Regions from separate parts of the Sander lucioperca genome. Here region 1 is linked to region 2. A link is a contact called in public Hi-C data. All regions are on one chromosome and are shown on one strand. The core of a region is the stretch at or near the end of the contact, and the rest is flanking DNA. Distances in the headings are between cores, read along the strand shown. Region 1 holds the start of LOC116046304 (proteasome maturation protein). Region 2 holds the start of sh3glb1a (endophilin-B1a).

Region 1 (3,021 bases), core at 504-3,003, 520 kb after region 2:
CTAATAAAGTGAATTGGGTAGGAGCTCTTATTTTTCTCTTACAATTTAGATTACTCACATTTTTCTCTGACAGCTCCAGTGGGTGGCTTGGAAGGAGCTCATTCTTTACGCTGGTAAAGCTGCGTAGCAAAAGAAGAAATACTATAAGCAGGTGAAAATCCGTATTATGTAACTTGCGTTTCATTTGGTTTCAAGGCTGGGAATATTAAAAGTTAACACACAGCAGTCCCTCTTGAGAGAGAAAGCTGTCACACAAACGACATCTTTGTCTTCTAACACGTAAACATTTAAGCTAATCGATGATCCACACACGTCACTATTTTATGCAGAGGTCACTCTCCAGTCAGACATATAGCAGTTATTAGGAACTTGTAAAGTAATACAACTATGTCACAGCCTGACCAAAAATACATTTTTGAAGCTGATAACAACATCGACACAGATATTATTATCAAGATATGTGATGAGCAGGATATTTAACAGTTGAAAAAAAATTAACTCAGTCCTCTCTGGTTGACTAACTGTAATGTTGTTGTTTTTTTTTTTTAATTATCTCAATCATATCTATGGGCTTTTTGTCCTGCAATTACTTGTTTTTTTTATAATTATTTTTATTATTTCCATCAAGAAGTAATACATATACCCACATACTGTGTATTTTCATACTCCAATCAGAGTACAACTCCTACTAGTAACAGTATTCCTCTACTCCACGGGATCTTAAACCACACTCATGCATGCTCATACTTTTACATACACACCTCCCCAACCATACACTCTCCATGCTTCCACTCATCCACATATACAATTTATCCACATTCCACATATATCTTTCACATTTTTGACACACAAACTCAAACACACACCAACACACAGTTTGACACACAAACCCAACCACCCACACACAGAGAATAAATACTGAAGCATAAAGAGAATAACGTGAGTGAATAACTAACGTTACAAATTGTGTCATATCAAGTTGTTTCCAGTATTCATGTCAATTTAGTGTCAAAAACACAACTAACACGGTTATTTTAAACAGAGTCATAGCTGTCTGTCCGTCTGTACGAGCATGGTAGGGGAATGTAATAGCTATTATACATATAACGTTAGCTAGGTGACACCAGATTAGTTTTAATTGTGGCAGTTGTCTCACCCGCTACGCAGAGAGTCCTGCACTCCATAAGCTCCCTGGGGACATAAGCCTGCCACAGGTACACTGTCTTTCAGCTGAGAGCGGAGTCCTCGAGTATTCTGTAACAAACAAACAAACGATACACATTCACCGTTTACAATTGGTAATATTTAGTTTGGCATACCTCAGTTACAAACACCGAAATCTAAAACCATCTTTAGCCAGCTTCATGAGCCTCATAGCTAAGCGCTAACTAGCATTAGCTCGAGTGACTAATCAAATTCACAACTACTGGATTTCAGAGGACACAAAGACAGAAGACAAAGGTGTGAGGAGGTGAAATAAATATGCACATAACTATAGAAAACAATATCATTGTAATTAATACGGTTACGATAGCATAAATTACATTACATAAGATAAGACAGCAAGCATACCATTGTGATTCCGTTTCTTCCACTTTCTTTTCGATACACTGTATTGCATATCCGGTTGGGTCGCGTTTTCATTACGACACATCCGGTACAAACCGGCGTTAATTTACTTTTACAAAAAAAACCGTTGTATTTTGCATCCTTGCACTTTACGCTGTAGCTGGATGGTTTTTGATCCGCGTGTGACAGTTCTACCAAATTATAACACAACAAAAGATGACACACTTTGGTCATAGCTATCTTTATAGATGGTGCACAAAGCGCTTATGATACAAGGGGGTATAGCTCAGTGGTAGAGCATTTGACTGCAGATCAAGAGGTCCCCGGTTCAAATCCGGGTGCCCCCTCTTTTCGAAAAAGTAATGTACACTTGTTTTGTCACTGATGATCAGTGACAGTGAATACAAAATCGTATAACTATGTTGTACTTGTGTAGTCACATTACAAAGCTCTACACACATATATATATATTGTCTCAGTATCTTTGGCAGTCACATTGTTTTAACAGTTTTTGGGTAGAATTGTGAGGAAAATAATTAATAATGTAGAAAATAACTTTTAATGGTGACATTACAGGCAAAATGTTCCACTAGCACAGAGGTCGACATACACTTAGTTTACTATATGAGTAGAGTAATCCAGTAATCCAATATTAGGCCTATGTCGGATATTCCGGTAGTATCTCTGGCCCAAAATAAAATCCACACAGACACAAGCCTATTAAAGATAGTCTTTAGGGACCGTTCGGTATTTATGGAATGGACCACCGGAGGAAAATAGGGGAGGGTCATGTGTTTTTATTTTTTGCTGAGGGGAGGTCATCCAACATTTTTTAGTCCAGGGGGGGGGTCACCCAATTTTTTTATTCATGAAAAGAGCAAAATTTCAAAGTGGCTTGTTTGGTGCATATTTATCCATGTAGCTCTCAGTCTCGGCCCCCTAGCAGATGGGTCTGACCCCATACGTGGAGTTTGCTGGGGGGGGCAGGAGGAGCACTGTTACATTTTAGTTGAATTTAAGCGTCTGTCTATTGCGTTCCAAAACAGCCGTGCCGCGATTGGATTTCATAAGGGCGAATTGTTAAATTGTTACAATGTAACTTAAAAACTTTAAAAATAAACATATGTGTTTTGGAATATAATGTTCAGCTTCGGCAGCTTTACCTATGTGCTAAAATATACAATGACGATAGTGACAAGTCCATAGCAACCAGTGTTGAATTGGTTATATCCCAGCGTCCTTTGCTGAATGGTCTCAATGTTTTATTGTTTTATTTCATGTGAATAGTTTACTAGAGGAGTAACTTAGTATTTGAAGTAATGCAGTAATGCATGAAGTGTGCATTTAGTTTCCATGCTTATTGTGTTTCCACAACAATGTTAGTGAGTAAATCTACTGAAATGGCCACCACAAAAAGAGAAAGCAGAGGTTAACTTGTGCACATCATGGCTG
Region 2 (2,999 bases), core at 78-2,577:
AGCTGAGGTTGTAGCTGACGGTGCGTTGGTAGCCTACAGAAGGGAAGTCATTTGATTTTTCTCTCTGCCTGACTTCCTCCCACACAGCAGGTAGCAGGCTATGTCTGGCATAATTACATCCAGACCTGAAGAGTGTTTTTGTTTTTCCAAAAAGTCCGCTTCCTCAGGACATTTTTTGAGAAAGAGGGGAGGGTTGCAGAAGATATGTTGTAGAAGTAGCCTATTATCCTCATTGCAAATAGCATCTACGCACTGAACCTGCATCATGGTGGTATAAAACAGACAATATTCTAAAGGGGGGGGGGCTCAAAATAATCTCTCCCTGTCTCCCGTAATAGCTTCGCTCCCAGCAATCACAATTGTCCTTTACTTTCATTAGAATTGCAAAGTTTGGAGTCCAGCCATGACTGGCGCTAATAACAAAATGCATAACTTATAAGGACAGACGAGCCTCCCTCTCTCCTCCTCCTCCTCCTCCTCCTCCTCTGCATAGAAGTAATGCATAATGAAATTAAGTCTTGTGATGTTCCTGTTTATGGTGGGAGGGAGCAGCATCCAGGCTGCTGGAGGCTTCAGGATGATATTCAGGAAAAAAACATTCATTCTTCTAATATGTCTGCTAGAATGGTGGTTTTACATTTGGATCTTACTTGACACAAGAAATAATTGCATGATCAAAGGACTTGACAGCTGTCAATAATACATGAAGAAATCAATGGTAAAGGATCAATGAGGGGTGACAGGCAAAGGGTGTGAGATCAAGGGATCAGGGCAGATGATACTTGGTTAAGCTGCTGCTGTAAGGGACATTTTGAATGTGATTTATGGATATGGATATATAATGGATCATACGACACATGATTTTAAGTATACATGTATATATTGTCTTGAAGTTTATAACTTGTAGGCTATTTATGTAGGCCTAATTATGCTGTTGGGGAGTATTTCGATTTTCCCACTTATTTTATACCACTTCTTGGTCCGGGATTCCGATATTTCCGCATAACATGAATGCAACACAATATTTCCGCATGACATAAATGCAACGAAAGCTCAACGGAAGCACCTGAGCAGAGCAGCGCCGAGACATGATAAGTCTACGGATATGATACATCCCTGTTAAAGATTCAGGGTAGTGTTTTTCTATAAAATAAAATAATAAAATTGTATAGTGTGTCTCGCATTATGCCGATAAAAGTCGTTTCTTAAAAGCCCATAGTGAAAACTAAGTAATAATCAGCAACACTTATTACTAACTAAAGTTTCAGTTTATTGACATTCATTTTTATTATTGTGAACGTTCCCATATTCTCGTGTGTCGATATGCGCGTGCGCGAGATCTTCCTCACAGCTGTCAGCATCAGACTCGGGTGGAGACGTGAACTATCTTGTCCTGTATACTATCTTTGTCAGGATCAACAGCTGGGTGGAACTCCGACGAAAAGTTGCTTCAATGACATTTTATATAGGGATGGCAGCTTGACTGTGAGACAAGCAAGTTGTTGTATTAACTGTTTATTTCCCCCGCGGTGCCATGGATTTTAATGTTAAGCGGTTAGCTGCAGATGCGGGTACTTTCCTGAGCCGCGCTGTGCAAGTAAGTTTGAACGTCTAACGTTAGTTCGTGGAAGTTGCTGCTAACCAACGTTAGCTGCTAGCTTAATTAACGTTAGTCGGGTTCCGTTAGCTCGCATGCTAAACAGCTAACGCTACCGTGTTGCTAAGTAGCCCGTTATCTTATCCTTCTATAACTTTATCCTTCAAAGTTGGCTGCAGTTACACTATAGCGTGTTTTCAAACAGTAACGTTACCTGCGAGACCACAGCCTCTATTGTAGCTAACGTTACGCTTAATTTGTTCAACTTAACTATCAGAGCAGGCCTCAGCAACTTTAGATAGAGGTAGCTATCAACATTAGCTAAGCAGATAACGTTTATTTTGTAAATTAGTCCCTCCAGCTTGCTGACGTTGGTGCTTTCCATCAAACATGCCTCGCATGACACCTCAGCCTTTAACTCTTTAACGTTAGTGTATCACTTTCCGGGCGACACTATGTGTCCACACTTTAACCGGATATTTTCTTTTTCAGTTTACAGAAGAGAAACTTGGCCAGGCTGAAAAGACAGAGTTGGATGCCCATTTGGAGAACCTATTGGTCAGAGCTGAGAACACCAAGCAATGGACAGAAAGGATTATGAAGCAGACAGAAGTCCTACTACAGCCCAACCCAAGTAAGACCACTGTTGACTCTGTGATGAGCTTGACTGGACTGACAAACAAAATGCTGACATACTGGAACCCTTTTTAGAGCAGTGTAGGCCAGGTACCCACTCCATGTTCCTCTCTCTATGAGGAGAAAGTCCCCAAACCCCATTTATAGATCTGTAATGCCACTCTAAATGTTCTGGTAGATTAATTATAATGGTTAAATGCTTCACTTTTGAATCCAACATTTGTAAATCAACTATTTCTGCTATATTATCAGAATAATATCAACTCTGAAAGTTGATATCTCGTTAACATATGTGTTGTACAAATGATAGCAGCTGCACTGAAGAGTAGCTCAATGATTCCAAAAAAATCCTGAATGAAGGAGACGTACATACATTGCCAGTAAGATAATTAATGCTTAACTTCTGAGATGTTGTTTGACATACATCAGTAGGTAGGGTGTCTGTGAAGTCTGTAAGCTCAGCTGTGCATCCTCCTCCGTTCACTCCGTGATGCCATATTGCTGTAGCACAACAAATCCAACAGACAGACCAGCTGCTGGTTACAGTCTTGTGTAACGGTCCTATATTGTAAACTGGATTTGTTCTACTTTTTCTATGCATCCATACTACATACCACGTATATGCTGACTGTGACTGTCAGTGTTCATCCACGTGATGGTCACAGTTGTCATCATGAAAGCTTCTATTTTAATTTGCAAACGTAAGGCGGGCTGTTTAGACTTACTGTTCTAAATTCTCTGCCTACGTTTGGCTCCCTCACTGTAG

Evidence for each region. Hi-C and Micro-C count contacts between places; a contact is called where the count stands out from the background.
Region 1: a contact with region 2 is called in a Hi-C map of muscle, with 2.5 times the contacts expected there. The contact joins the promoter of LOC116046304 here to the promoter of sh3glb1a in region 2. A contact is called at or near these places in 2 of 2 Hi-C or Micro-C datasets (liver and muscle).

Annotation. Positions count from the first base shown.
Region 1 is chr1:17,138,581-17,141,601 of SLUC_FBN_1.2, forward strand. It overlaps LOC116046304 (proteasome maturation protein), which reads right to left and starts at 1,754. Exons shown (of 6, transcript XM_031294623.2): 1 at 1,573-1,754; 2 at 1,157-1,254; 3 at 59-119. The coding sequence starts at 1,644. trnac-gca (a tRNA gene) reads left to right here and starts at 1,845; the gene lies at 1,845-1,916.
Region 2 is chr1:16,616,214-16,619,212 of SLUC_FBN_1.2, forward strand. sh3glb1a (endophilin-B1a) reads left to right here and starts at 1,328. Exons shown (of 9, transcript XM_031294645.2): 1 at 1,328-1,597; 2 at 2,090-2,231. The coding sequence starts at 1,535.